Regions from separate parts of the Sus scrofa genome. Here region 1 is linked to region 2. The links are chromatin contacts, called in public HiChIP or PLAC-seq maps. All regions are on one chromosome and are shown on one strand. Each heading gives the region's core, a stretch centred on a gene start, on an enhancer-like site or on the middle of the called end of the contact. The rest is flanking DNA. Distances are from core to core; before and after follow the strand shown.

The links. HiChIP or PLAC-seq counts read pairs in DNA pulled down with a chosen protein or histone mark.
Region 1: a contact with region 2 is called in an H3K27ac HiChIP or PLAC-seq map of alveolar macrophages. The contact joins the promoter of ZFHX3 here to the enhancer-like site in region 2. A contact is called at or near these places in 6 of 47 Hi-C or Micro-C datasets (alveolar macrophages, embryonic fibroblasts, omental adipose tissue and 2 more) and 2 of 2 datasets of contacts at active chromatin or transcription factors (alveolar macrophages and skeletal muscle).

The regions. Positions count from the first base shown.
Region 1 is chr6:15,939,530-15,947,184 of Sscrofa11.1, forward strand. ZFHX3 (zinc finger homeobox protein 3) reads right to left here and starts at 1,772. Exons shown (of 10, transcript XM_021097088.1): 1 at 1,481-1,772.
Region 2 is chr6:15,896,642-15,904,370 of Sscrofa11.1, forward strand. All of the region lies in intron 1 of ZFHX3 (zinc finger homeobox protein 3), which reads right to left. Among named protein-coding and RNA genes, the nearest start is that of ZFHX3, 41 kb to the right of the region's middle. Within about 2 kb of position 3,095, at least 20 of the 83 cell types and tissues checked have an H3K27ac peak or open chromatin away from gene starts, as enhancers often do. A contact at or near this core is called in alveolar macrophages and skeletal muscle, where this site is marked.

The DNA of each region.
Region 1 (7,655 bases), core at 522-3,021, 42 kb after region 2:
GGTTCCCTAATTGCTTTTCAGGCTGGGCGACAAGAAGGCTTCAGAATCTCAGGCCGCCAGTGGCTGTTGTGGTAACAAGGAACAGGCCCAGGTTCCAGGCCTCGGCCTGTCTTGATCAGGTTGCCCTGGAAGGTGCCTGTTTGCCTCTCAGCTGCAGTTTCTGCCCCCAGCACTCACGCCTCCCTCTGCAGCCCAGGCTGCTGGAGCTCGTGATTTTTAGGCTTTCCCCTTGAAACCTATCCAGAAACCACAGCCATTAAAAGAACATGAAGGTTTGACACCTCCTGAATTTAGGAATGAGGGGACTCCAGGGGCCGACTCTACACCTGCTGCTTGACGGCAGAGAAACCAAGTTCTCCAGCCAGCGCGAGCTTTAAACTATACTCCATGTATTTAGTCACCTTTTGCCAAGGATCTCAAAGCACAGGGTGAAATAAGACGACGGGAAACTTCCTCACTATCTGCCTTCGAGGCTTAAGGTTGTCTTCCTTGCTCTGCCTTGATGCATTCCACCATCCAGGCCCAGGACTGAGGGAGAGGCCTTCTCCCGGTGCCCAAGTGGGCCATCAGCCCTCTCTGAGGTTATCTGTCGGTGGCTTCTATAGTTCTCCAGGCCAGTTAAATGACTCAAATAGTGGGTGCAGGAAGGGATGACCCCCCTGGATTCACCTGCTTGAGAGTTGCATTTAAACCACTTTATGGCACGTGCACTTCAGTGCCAGGCAATGCACCAGGCAGGCAGGGGCTGTGATCTTTGCCCTCTGGGCATTTTCCCATCATTATCACACAGGTATGTCCAAAGCAGAAAGGACCATTTTCCAGAAAGTTCTTTCCCCTCTAGCCTACCATGATTACTTTTGTCTTCTTCTGCCACTGACCTAACTTGGGCCTTCTTCCCCTTCTTTTAACAGGACAAACATCTCAGCTCTCCCTCCTGACCACCCCGCTTTCCATGGAAATGGACGCAGCTCTGGTTTTCCCAGAGTGCCCACAAACTCAAATGAGTCTATCTTCAAAGGTGCCTTCCAGCTCCACGAACTCTGATTCTCCCTTTAATTACTCCCCAACAAGCGCATTCTTCGCATTGTTTCCAACTGGCCGGTGACTTCTCTTGTGATGAAAAGGGTGCATTTTTAGGCAATGGAACCCAAACTTCTAAATGACACCAGCACCGCAAATATTCAACCGGCAGGAACTAATCCAAAAGCAAAATAAGGAAGGCAGAAGGGAGGGGAAGAAAGATGGAAGGGAGGGAAGGAGGAAGGGCCTGACTCGGTGCTGAGCGCGATGCAGAGGCTCTCACCCCAGGTAGGTTCCAACTGGGAGTCAGGTAGTTCAGGTGCATCCAGCCTGCCCTTCCCCCACATGCCCCAAGAGAATGGGAAGTTCAGCCAAGACTCGCAGCACCTGCCTGCAGCTCTAGGCCGGCTGCGCGAACCCGCGGGCAGGCGGGCCGGCGGGGGCGGGAGGCTGCACTCACCTGGCACACAAAGGCTCCGCACACCTCCAGAGGGAGGAGGCACTCGCAGGTCCGGGGGCCGCGGCGGGCGCGACCACGGGAAATTCCAGCGGCACCCGAGCCCCGAACGCACCCACCCCAGGCGGCATTCTCCCCACCTCCCGCTGCCCCCGGGGCTCCGAGCTGGCTCTGGCTAGGTGCGAGGGGGCCCGGGGCAGGGGAGGGGGGCTCATGCTCGCGGCCCCGGCCGGGCCGGCGGTCGCCCCTCCCCGGGAGGGAGGGCAGGTCCCCGGGCGCGAGGCGGGGATTCACCCACGGGGCGCGGCGCTCGCGTCCCCGTCCCCGGCCTGCCCGCTGCCGGCTCCGCCGCCCGCCCGGAATGGCTTTATGTAAATGAAGCTCAACTCGCAGTTCGCGGCGCGCACCGCCCGGGGAAGGGGGGCAGGCGGGGCGGGGGGCCTTCGGGGATCCACATTACACGGCAACAAAGCGGAAGGTTAATTTGAAACTCACAGCCCCGCCGCCGCTCGGCTCCCCGGGCAAAGCCTGACATCTACAGTCGTGCCGGGCGTAGGCCGGGTGCTGGGCTGCGGCCGCGCCCGCGGGGACACAGGGACACACGGGCGCGCGAGGCCCGAGCGCTCGGCCGCGCTCCGGGCACGGGCCTCCAGGCAGGCTGGGCCGCGCGCACCCGGGGACAGGAGCCCTGGGCGGCTCGGCCTGCGCCGCGCGGAGAACCGGCCGGGCGGGCGGGAACAAAGCCCGGTCCTCCCCGGGCGCTGACCCCTCACTCATCAAAAGTCGGGGGCCGGCCTAGAATCGGGCGAGAAGAAAGGGACGCGCCCTCGGCTACAACAAGGAGCCTGGGGCCTCCGGACCAGAGCCATGGGTCTCTGGGCCCCATCCACGTCACAGCCAGGCCACTCTAGCGTGGGGACATTAGCCAATGTGGACAGGAATTTATTTGCAACACACACCCATCCTATTAACTGCTTTACAGAGAACTTCTGTTTTCAGCTGCGGAAACTTATAAAAAACATCCCCTGCTCTCCAGTGACAGCTTAAGGATAGTTTTTCATGGGAGAGAAGGAAAAAAGAGAAAGACAGAGGGGAAGAAAAGTCGCAGCCTGCAATTAACCTTACAGTATCTTTAACAAGACGCCTTAAAAGCCACAGATAAGACGTATAGATCATGCCCTGCGTAAGGAGCTTCTACCACCCAGGTCAAATTTAATGGGGCTGCCCCGTTGGTCCAAGCAATTGCTGGACACTTTTATACCGCCCCAGGTTCACTTTCTCCATTCTGACATGCAAAGGCAGCACCACAGAAATCTCACCGGAAGTCCCCTGTCCCCCTGCCAGAATCCCACTGCTAGGTCTGAATTTACTCCCGACTCTCTGCATAGAAAAGCACCTGCTTTTACCCTTTCTGAAAGCCACCCACCCAGGCTGGCCCCACAGCCTTGAGAGTCCTTTCTGACTGCACAATAATGAACCGTGCAAGTGTTAGAAATATAATAAGCTCATGAGGCGAAGCGCTGTATGTATGGAATCGTATTAGCATTAAGCACACACTGATGCAGGAGGAAAGGGGTGATGAAAACTAGAAGGCATCTGGCCCAATATAATTCAGGTTCAAATGAACATATCTTACCTGTTGGGGCTAGACAACCCCTCTCTACATTTCAGCCCAAGTAAGAGACTCAGGGAAAAAAAAAAAAAAAATTTTTTTTTTCCAGCTGGGGCCCAGGGAGCAAAGACTGCCTCTAGGGAATCATGTCCGATTAGGGACAAAGGAGAGCACAAGCCAAATTCTGTCACACATGAGAGAGTGAGTGGGGGGGGGTGGCGAGGGGAGTGGAGATGGAAAAAAGGAAAGTGGAGGATGATTTTGTAAACCAGTATGGCCACTGCAGAGCTGTTTCCAGACCGCCTGACTTCAGGCCCAAGAACAGGTGGTGTTTTCAAAACACACTATTATTTATATTAGCCACATGAGTTGAGAACACCTTACAGAAAACCAATTAATAATTTAATTGAAAAAGGGACTATGAATAATACATGAAGATGATGATGCGAGCAATAACACAAGTAACGCGGCACACACAATCCAGAGATGGCTCTGGAAAAGTCTTAAGGAGCAGGCAGACTCCCGGCCCCCAGGTCCTACCTGGAAGCAACTCCCCACCCATCAGATAAATTAAAGACAATATGAAAATGTTTATACTGTCGGGAACTTTGATTTTGCTGCTTTGCCTTAACTTTTCTTAACAGGGGAAAAGCCTCCCAATCCAGTGACATCATGAACCTGTGGGCCCACAGATAAATATCAATAAAATAATAGCTGGAAAGCCCAAAGAACCAGCTCTGAGGCAGCCTGGGCGGATGTGGAGGTCCTGGGCTGAAGGCCCTTAGGGCATCTGTCCTGAAACTGCCAGTCCCCAGTGGCAGGCACGTCACCGGCCTCCTGCCCCTCAAAGGCCTGACAAGTAGAACTGAAAGTGACCCTGAGTCCCTGCCCTTATCTAAATCCGGCACCAGGGCACCAGCTACAAACACCGCGAGGCCTGGTCAAGCTTGGCTTTGTTACAGGCACACATTTAACACGTAATCCACGGGCAGGTAAGCTATGACCTCTGTATCATTAGAAATATAAAGGACCACACAAAAGCTGGGGTGACACCTCGACCAAAACTTATTTTCATCCCTAACCAAAACAAGACCTCTTCAGAGGGAATTTGCCACTTTGGCACTTCCGCATGGAATCAACAGTTTCTCTGACATACATGATGCAAATTTTTTCCCCCAGCTCGAAGGGCAGCTTCCAGACGTGACCCCCCCACGTCCCCCTCCCCTGGCCTACCCCGCAGGGACAGCCTGGCACCCTGCTTGCTCCATTCTGCACACTGTTGACAAATAAACCCCCTCTCAGAAAAGGCAATTCTTCCCTTCCAGTTCTCCAGAGCTGGTCTCATCTCATCTGGAAGGCGTAACTGGCAACAGCCAAAAGGATAAATATTTAAAAAGAAATCAGGGAATGCTAACCCCTTCCCTACCCCTCCTCAGCCACTCTCCGAGCCAGAGGCCAGCCCCTGATGCTTACTTAGCTGGCTGGTAAATTACAAAGCTCCCAGCCCAGACTGGCGTGTGCTCTCTCTCCCTCTCTCTCTCCTCCTCCTCTCTCGCTCCCTCTCTCCCTTGCTATCTCTCTGTCTCTCTCACCCTACACACTCACTCCCCCCAATGCTGCTCCTTTCACTTCAGCAAAGGTACAGATGATCTCTGAGCTGGCAGACGGCGAATGTCAGCCTTCTGACTTCTAGCTACATCTGGGCTCCATCTTCACAGCCCAACGGGGTCGAGGCAGATTTGTGTGTTCTTCCAGATCCTCCTTTATTTTATTAAATTATACATACACATTGATTTTAAAACTAGTGCTCAAATAACCTTGAGGCTTGAACAAAGAAAAAGCCAGAAGAGGGCACGAGGCAAAACAAAACAAAAAGTCCCTGAAATAAGCAAAGATTCTTGGGCAGCTGCACGGCACTCCATGCCCTGAGTTCACCCCATCCTTTCTAGGCAGTCACACTTAGGGGCCTGGTACCCAGACCCTCCTGGGAATGGTACGAAACAGCCCACGCTCACCTTCCTAACCAGTGAAGGCGGGTGTGCCAAGGCCTAACAGATGTTCTGGTTCACATTTCTCTGTCTCAAACCTCAAGGCCTCAGGTCTCTCGGTACAGTGCAAATTCCATAGATTAACTGTAACCCCTGAATCTTAGGTGGAGCATTATCTAGTTTACTCACCCACCCTCCCCAGCTCGGACCCAAAATCTGTCAATGACACACCTAAAAAAAAGACCCCCAAGAGTAATCATTTAAAACAAAAAACCAAAAAGCCCTGTGATTGGAAAGAGCTCTCCTCAAATTTAAGTGACAAAGTCCACGTTTTCAGAAAGCAAAAATAAGGAAACTGCCTTGAAACAGTTTTAAAACATGAGGTAAACAGCTTGATACCTTTCTTTTTTTTTTTTTTTAAACAAAAATATTTCTGAAAGGGCCAAGAGAATTTGCCATGCAAGACTTTTATACCCAGGGGGATTCTTACATTTGTGTTGCTAAACCTTGAAATTGAGAATGTTAATGAAAAGGCAGACCTAAGCTTAAGGACAGCATCGCAATCAGGGTCCATGCATTACAGGAGAGCGAGGAGCTTTGTCTGGGGCCAGGAAAAAGAGGTGGGCTCCTGTTTTGTCCACAGGCCTGCCTCACACTCTGACACATCCCTCTGCCCTCAGCCTGGTGCAAACCACTGAATTCTGGTTGGAGAGCGAAGAAAGGAAAAAGGAAGCAGGAGGGGAGAGAAAAGGGGGAAGGGGTGTGGCCTCTTTATATAAATTGCAGTTTTTAAAAAAATCTCAACGCAGCATCAATACCAGAGTACGTACCAACAGTTCCCCTACACGTGCATTAAAACAACCACTTCAACGATACACCAGGAACACCATAACCGGAATCCAATTTTTTTTTTTTTTTTAAATGAAGAAATGCATTTGGGTTTGCAATGCCTTTCTATCAAGCGGCCGCTTCTTGGGGCAGGATCCTCAGAGATAAACAAAAGATGACCCTTTTCACACTTGCCCCCAATGAGTCCAGAATCCCATTGTCTTATCTTTTCCTCTTAGTGCATTTTTGGTTCGAAATCTGTGCTAATCTCACTTAAAAGCCCCGAGCTGAAATTTCACATCTCCTCCAAGTCAGCCAGTGTTTTGAGAATCTGGATTTCTATTGAGGCCGTTCCAATCGCCAGTGAGGCCTACGGTAAAATGCGCTTGCTTCATGCTGTTCCGTTTGTCTCTCTGCAGACAAATAGAAACTGTGAAATTTAAAGAATGGATGGGGGGGGGAAAGCTAAAACAAAGAGGTTCAAAAAATAGGACAAATGTTTTTGCTTTTGTGTCTCCCTGGAGCAATTGTTTGGGGGAGCCTGCATTGACAATAACCATGAGAAGGCCATCGAAAGGCCGATGAGCACACAAGGGGACTCCTTGCCTGCTGCCTTTGGTCTGGGAGAAAAAGCACCTTAGCTCCGTTCTCCAGGAACAAAAGGCCAGGGCCACGGAAGGGGGGAGAGGTTACTGGGGTTTTCACATGGAGCCAAGTGTCAGAGCAGGTTCATTTTTCACCCGTCTTGCTTGGAAAGCAGCTCAGTGAACTTCCTAATGACTGCTTTTCCCTCTCTCCCTATTATTTCTGAATCTAAAAGAACAAAACAATATTTTTTTAACCTAAAACCCATCATCCTATTAGAGGAAAGCCTTGGGGGCCTACACACTCAGTTTTTCCTCCTTCCTCTCCCCACTCTACTTTTTTTTTTTTCCTGGGGGGGGGATTCCGATTATAGATCACATGGAAATGAGACTGGACATTGCGGTCATTTTTAGTAACATCAGAATGACCTTTATGGCTATGAAAAGGCAGCAGCAGGAAAACAAATGCAAAAGGAGGGAATTAAAACTGAGTAAGGACAGAAGCTGGGGGGGGGATGCTGTGGGGTAACGCCTGGAAACATTTTCTTTTCTTCACAGCATGAAGCCCCTAAAGCCAGCCTCCAATTTGTGACTGAATCAAAGTCATCATTACCAGACTGGGAGGTTGGGGGTTTTTTTGGTGGGGGGCGGGAGTTGCATGGAGATGTGGACAGACAAGGTGTGTGTGTGTGTGTGTGTGTGTGCCCGTGCGAGTGTGTGTGTGTGTGTGTGCGCGCGGGGCCAGAGGCGGGGGTGTGGGGGTGGGGGGTGCTTCAAAGAAAGGAAGCCGAGATGAATCACTGCGTGCCATGAAAATACCAGGGCAAGTGGATGTCAGGGTGTTTAACCGGATCCGAAGCGGGAAACATCTTCCTGGGACGAGGCAGGGACACGCAACCCTCAGCCTTTGAACCCAGACCTGGCAGCTGAGGAACGCGTCCCCCCCTTCCCCAGGCAGCCCCAGACTCCTTGCTGAAAAGCACGGTGGGGGTAGGGACGAGAAGGGCCTGCGAAGAAACACAATAAACAACTCAAATATGAACGGAAATGACATCAGCAAAGTGAAGGGCCTGTTTATGGCAGATCAAAACAAAACAAACTTCCAAACCTTTTGTGTACACAAGATAACTCTATAAAAAGCCCTCCTAAAATGTCACTAGGGTCGA
Region 2 (7,729 bases), core at 1,845-4,344:
CGAGCCCTCTAGATATTACTACTGACAACTGCGATGGTGAACCCCTGACCCCTGGGCTGGCAACAGCCAATAGCGGGGCTGGGCATTCTGAGTCCACGAGAAAGCCTCTAGGGCTCCATGAAGGAGGAGGAGACTCAGTGCTCCAGAAAGAGAACCGCTGGGCCCTGCCCTCAAAGGGACCCTCCCAAACCGCGCTGAGAAAGGAAATCACCAGTAGGAATCTAACGTGGCTTTATACAAAGGCACAACCTTGCAAACAGGCTCTGTGCACAACTGCTCTGTGACTCCCATCCATGACCGTGGGCTAAGATCTTAATACCACCAAAGAATTAATCGCTGCTGCCTTGCCCGTGGGCCTGAGGAACTGGAATGATTGGATTCAGAGGGTCCAGAGGTCCCTTTGAGCAATAGCTGTCGTCTCTTAAAGGCCTCACCGTTGAGCAAGAGTCCTGTACCCCCGGAGGGCTGCTCCAGCTCTTGAGTAACCTCCTCCTCTCTGCTCCCCACCCCGAGGGCTTGCCAGGGTTAAGGCCCACAGCCTCAGTGCACCCACAGCACTCGGCCTCCCCAGGTACTTGGGGTGACTCGTCTTCCTGGCCACAGCACCTGTCTCATCCCCTCACCGTCTGACTACAGCCAGGGGGATGCAACCTAACAAATTTCTGTCTGGGATGGCTTAACTCAGAGCAACCCCAGATCACCCCTGGTGGCATCTTTCACAGCGCTCCCCAATCCGAGCCAACCCTGCCTCTCCCCAAAGTTCACTGGCTGAGAACCAAAACCAGCACATTTGTGGGTCTCTGTTGTTTAGGCTTCCTTCCTCTAAATCCCTCATCTAAAATGGGAGCCACAGGAGTTCCTATTGTGGCTCAGCAGGTTAAGGACCTGATGCAGTGTCCATGGGGATGCGGGTTCGATCCCTGGCCTCGTTCAGGTGGTTAAGGATCCAGCAAGTCTGCAAGCTGCAGTGTACCTCACAGATGCAGCTCTCAGATTCGGTGTTGCCACGTTTGTAGTGTAGGCAGGCAGTTCCAGCTCCAGTTCAACCCCTTGCCCAAGAACGTCCATATGCCATGTGTGGGGCCGTTAAAAAAAATGGGAGCCATATACATAAAAACAAATTTCCTAGAAGCCATGTTAAAAAGGAGAAAAAACAAACTGAAACATTTTATCTTATTTAATACCAGTATGTCTAAAATACCATTTCCAATGCAATCTGTATTCAGCTATCTCCCCCTCGTTTTCACACTAAGCCTTGCGAACCTGTGTGTGTCCTTACAGCACAGCTCACTGCAGACCAGCCACATGTGACGTGCCCAGTAGCCACGTGTGGCTGGCAGTACCATGTGCCAGAATCTAAAAAGCACGGCCTTCCTCTGCCAATGAGAACCGAAAACATTAACTTTAATCTGGCCTTGCTGTAATAACTTATGCTTGTTTTTCCTGCTCACAGACTTCACCCCTATTCGAGATTCTTTCCCACGGCACTGACGAATTACATCGGGGTGACACATCAAGAAGCTGGCTGCGGCTGGAGTGGACAGATTTTGAAGGAATCATGCACAACGTATCTGGTCAATCAGATCTTCTCTCCAGGGCTCGGCCACCATTCAAGTAACCCCCCACTTAATTTAAAAATCTTGTAACCCTGTGACCTAAAATGCACCATCTTCCCAATGACTGGTAGTTAACTCGGTGGTGGTGACATCAACATCTCCTCGTTGGCGTGGTCTCCACTAGGACAGACTCCATTTCATACCGAATTATGCCGGCCCTGGTCACACAAGATGTGTGTACACAATGTAGACCAATTTATACAGAGTAGCTGGCTGAGGTCATGCCTGCGGAATTTTAAGGTCCAAATCCATAGGTTTGGGAATTGCCCGTAAACAGAAGGAAAGTTTTCCACAGGAGATAAAATGTTGAGGCCGTGTTCTCAACAAGCGATCATCAGAAAACTTGGCACGTTCGGCCCAGATCTGGGCAGGGGTGGCACGGGAGCTGCCTTAAGTACAGTTGCTCAGAGATGACGCATCTGCCCTGGGCGCCGAACCCCCCGACAGGACCCCTGGCCCCACGGACTGTCAGCATGATGCAAGCTCCCCCACCCCCCATCCCGCCCCAGGGAAGCAGGCCTCCCGGTGCCAGAGCCCACCAGACGCACGGCCTGGGCAGCAACTCCCAAGAGGGCCCCTTTCCCTGGATTGAGGACAGCCCTACCCGGAGGAGCAGAGAGGCTTTGATTTAAAAGGCAACACTAGAAAACCAAAGACTTTGGACAGGCCCTTCCATCCGGATTCAGCTCTGAGAGCGGGACAGCCAGGAGAAAACTGTAACACGCAGAAAACTGTTCATTTCTGGCTCGTTGTTCCGGCTTTGGGCAAGAGAAGGTGCACGCAGCGCTAGGGAGGAAGGACTGGAACGGGCCGAGGCCGGGATTTGTTCCAGGAGCCCCCGGGGGACAGGCCTGGCTCCCGAACCTGGAAACGCGGAGGGCTGCGCTCCAACAGGTGGAGGGCTCCCCTCTAAGTACCGCGGGCAGGAGAAAAGACGGGAACTCGCTCTGTCAACACTGTTCCTGGCAGCCTCCCATCCTCGAGGGTCCCTCGACCTGTCCCCGAGGCCCAGGGGAGAGGAGCAGAGGACGAGCGCGGGGAGAGGAAGGAAGGAGGCGGCTCTTTTTGGCGAGCTGATGGGTGTGAGTGGTGAGCAGTAATTAAAAAGCCATCCGGGAACAATGGGCTTTTCATATTTGGAGCCTGTTCTGCACAAAGCTCGGCTTGTTCTTGGGGGAGGTCTCTGCTTTGGATTTTTTTCTCTTACTCATTTCCGAGGGCTGTGGCAATGTCTGGCACCCAGCTCGGCCCACTGGAGTGTCCCTTAACAGAGGCTGTGCCAGGAAGACCTCCTCGACTCCAGAGGTGGTAGCATTCAGACACCAAAAGGGGCAGCTTCGGAAGGCTGTTCTGTTTCGACCCGCAGCCTCCCAGGCATTTCCCCAAATAGCCGCCTAACCCACGGAAACACACACTGGACGTTTTCATCGGCCAAAGACCCATTTCCCTCTCAAATTACGCCAGACACGCCACACCCAGCAGACACTGGGCGAGGAGTCATGGGTCTAAGAGACTGGCCAACAGACACGTCAAGGCCTCGGTGTGAGAGGATGGGGAATGGACATTAGATCATGTGATCGGACCCCCGCCTCCCATTTTAACCTACCCCACTCAACCCCACAGACTATCCTTGAGAAAAGCAGCCTTTAGGAGTTCCCGTCGTGGCACAGCAGAAACGAATCCGATGAGGCACCATGAGGTTGGGGGGTTCGATCCCTGGCCTCGCTCAGTGGGTGAAGGATCCAGCATTGCCCTGAGCTGTGGTGTAGGTCGCGGACATGGCTTGGATCCTGCACTGCTGTGGCTGTGGCGTAGGCCAGCAGCTGTGGCTCCAATTCGACTCCTAGACTGGGAACCTCTGTATGCCAAGGGTGCGGGCCTGAAAAGACAAAAGACAAAAAATAGAAATAAATAATAAATAAAAAAAAGGGAAAAGCAGCCTTTAAACCAGGGATGGGGGTGGGGGTAGGAGATAACTTGGGGCATCAGAGACATTCCTGACACCTTAAAAGAACACCTCCCCTCAGTCCTTCCAACTCCTGGTGGGGAGACCCCTCTGATCCCAACTCTTGGTAGTCACACTTTTGTGCAATCCTTCCCCTTTCAGCGTGGACCGTGCACAGTGACTCACTTCTAACCAGAAAGCTACAAAGAGGTTGCTCCTGAGACGAGGTTACAAAGAGCCTGTAGCTTGTCTTGTGTACATTCCTTGCTTCCCCTAATGGAAGTCGAGTGCCATGCTGTGTGTGCTCTGGGGAGGGGGCAGGTGGTAAGAAACTGAGGGCAGCCACCAACCAACACGGCACAGAGCCCCAACCCCAATCCAACAACCCAGGAGCTCAGACGGGGGTCCTTCCCCGGCCGAGCCTTCAGATGAGACAATAGCCCCATCAACCCCTTTAAGGCAGCTTCATGAGAGACCTGCGGGCACACCCAGATGTCTGACCCACAGACCGTGAGACAGTATTGTGTGTTGTCTTAAGCTACTAAATTCAGGTTAATTTGTTAGGTAGCAATAGATTATGAATACACCCCTCCATGGTACAAATGGAAAGGATACATTTTTGGCTAGTATGTGCAGTGACAAGAATTCTTACTTAGGCCAGACTGATTTTTTTTTTTTTTAATTCAACAAATATTTGTTGAAAATTTTTCATGTACCATGCGGTGTTCTTTCATTTTTGCAAGTTTGGCTGAAATATAGTTGATGGACAAGGCTGTGATCATTTCCAGTCTGTGAGAACCTAGATGGGAAAAGAATTTGCAAAAGAATGGATATGTGCCTTACGTTGAACTGAATCACTCTGTGGTACAGACTGATTCTTTACAGCCACCTTCCCCTCACCAGGTGACTTGAGCCGTCGGGCTCACGTTTGGGACCACGGAGCCAGTAAGTGACAATACTCATCGCCACAGATGACACATCCTAAAAGACATGCTTTAATATAAAAAGACACGGGAGTCTTTCCGAAGGCAGACCTGAAAGTCGAGTGCAGAGATGAGCTCGTCTAATCGTCTCCTTTTACAGATCAAGAAATCGGGACCCACAGTCATATAAAGCTGAAGAGATGCAACTCAGACGCTGGCCAAGAGGGCACGTGACCCTCGAGGGAGCTGAGAAACTGCAGCCCAAACATGCTGAAGCTACTTCTGATTTGCTGCCTAGGAAAATTTCGGGAACTCTGCACATCTCTCTGATAACATTCGATGGCAGGTGGTTCGCCTCTCACCTGGTGGCTTCTCCTATACCTGCCCCCAAAGTCCTTCCACACAGGGACTGGTCACAACAGGCAGACCGCTTGTCCCTTGGTTAATGTGAGAAGCGAAGAGCCTCCCTCTCAGCTCACGCTGAGGTGCAAGCCCATCGTACTTTGAAATTCTATGGCACCCCAGGAAGAACAAGGCAACATTTCCATCAGAAAGCGACACCAGGCAGAGATGTTCTTGCATCTCCAGGAGGACAGAACAAGCTTGCACATCACTAAGACTTTCATTATTTTTACAAACCCATACTCTGGACACTTAGAGTAAGGGTCATAAATAATTAAGACAAAGGAGCCTAAGGACATTTTGGGAAGCATTCTTGCTGATTTTTTTTTAAATTAGGCTCTTGGCTAATTTACAAGATTGAATTATCTCCAAAATACTTCTAGACATGTCCACAGACCAAGAGAACTCAAGCCATCCTACATTCTCACCCACTTTTAGACAACGTTTTAGGGTTTTGTTTTTTTTTTATTACGATTATGAAAGTTAACATACTCACTATTCAGGAACCAGAAAACAAAGAATTACAAGGAGCCTGTAATTCTACCACCTGAAAGTAACCACTCAGGTCGCTATCATGGTATAGGCATCCTTCAATCTCTCTCCTCTGCATGTTTTAAAAGTCAAACTGAAGTCCTAAAGTACACACAGCCTCCGTTCATTTCCATCACAGTTTTCCCACATTCATAACCACAAGACAGGAGTTTTTAAAAAACCACATAAGAATCTGCCATATGGATGCACCACAGTTTAAATCAATCCCCTGTGAGAGATTTAAATGGTTGCTGTTTTTCACTATTATAAATGTCTGCAATAAAAATCTACTTATAAATTTTTTTGCATAACTGCTGATTTGTTTTGTTTGTTTGTTTGTTTTTGTCTTTTCAGGGCCGCACCTGCCGCACATGGAGGTTCCCGGGCTAGGGGTCCAGTCGAAGCTATAGCTGCCCATCTACACCACAGCTCATGGCAATGCCGCATCCTTAACCCACAAGGGCAAGGCCAGGGATCAAACCCCTGTCTTCATGGATACTAGTTGGGTTCGTTAACCGCTGAGTCATGACAGGAACTCAGTGATTTCTTTATTGTACTTGAAGGTAGTGGGTCACTAGTCCTAGGACAAATTTGTGGAAAAATCAAAGATCTCTGCTCCTTGTGCAACTTATACTCCAGCAGGGGAGACAAGGATAATAAATGTAGAAATTATACAATATTATTTATTATCTTATTAGGCAAAATAGGCTATGGTAGAAAAAGTAAGACAAAGGAGAATCAGGAATTCCTGTCAAGACAAGCTAGAAATTAAATAAATTTTATTTTAAAGCTTCTTAACATGCAGTGCCAAACACCCTCTAGAAAGGGTGCACTTACTCGTCCACAAACCAGGGTATTTGCTTTATAAAAAAAAAATATATATGTGTGTGTGTGTGTGTGTGTGTATATCATTGAAAAAAAAAAAAAAAAAAAACCCAAGAAAGCTCAATCTTGCTAGTAAGCAAATAACTTAGAACAATGAGCTATCATCTGGGCTCTTCAGATGGGTAACCTGAATTTATTCTTTTTTAAAAATGTATCTTCATATAAATGTCTATTTGTAGTCTTTGCTCATTTTCCTATTATCTTTTCCTACCTTTTTTTTTTTTTTTTTTTTGTCTTTTGCCATTTAAGGGCCGCACCTGAGGCATATGGAGGTTCCCAGGCTAGGGGTCCAATCAGAGCGGTAGGCACCAACCTACGCCAGAGCCACAGCAATGAGGGATCTGAGCCGCATCTGCGACCTACACCACCGCTCACGGCAACGCTGGATCCTTAACCCACTGAGCAAGGTCAGGGATCAAACCCACAACCTCATGGTTCCTAGTCGGATTCGTTTCCGCTGCACCACAACAGGAGCCCCCCTTCACTGATTTTTAAGACTTTTTTTTTTAATGGAGGTTCCCAGGCTAGGGGTTGAATCGGAGCTGTAGCCATCGGCCTACACCAGAGCCACAGCAACGCCGGATCCAAGCCGTGTCTACAACCTACATCACAGCTCACGGCAACGCCGGATCCTTAACCCACTGAGCAAGGGCAGGGATCAAACCCACAACCTCATGGTTCCTAGTCGGATTCGTTAACCACTGCGCCACGACGGGAACTCCAAGACCTCTTTATATATTAAGGTTATCGAGGACAAACTCTGCAATTACATGTGTTGTCCATATCTTTCCTCAGTGTGTCATACACCTTTAAATACTGGTATGAGTGCCTAGCATCAAGAGTTATCAGACATTGAAGTTCCCGTCGTGGCTCAGTGGTTAACGAACCCAACTGGCATCCATGAGGATGCGATCCCTGGCCCTGCTCAGTGGGTCAAGGATCTGGTGTTGCCGTGAGCTGTGGTGTAGGTCGCAGACCTGGCTCAGATCACCCAATGCTGTGGCTGTGGTGTAGGCCAGCAGCTACAGCTCCGACCGGACCCTTAGCCTGGGAACCTCCATATGCTGTGGGTGTGGCCCTAAAAATACCAAAAAAAAAAAAAAAAAAAAAAAAAAAGAGTTATCGGACTTTTACGTCAAGTCAATCAGACTTTTCTGGCACAATTTCTTTGCCGTAAGAGTTAGGCCTAATACCACCCCGTGCCCCATATTCAGATTAATATTCACCTATACTTCCTTCTAGCTTTTGCGATTTTAGCTTTACTTACACCTAATTCATGTGTAAAGTATGGTAACATGTGCTACAAAGAAGGCTCTAACCAAAATTTCCCCATGTGCTTATCAAACTGTCCTATAACTATTTACTGTGTAATTGCATGATACACAGGCAGTAAAGCACACTGACGGAGTCCACTGGTTTTGGAGCCA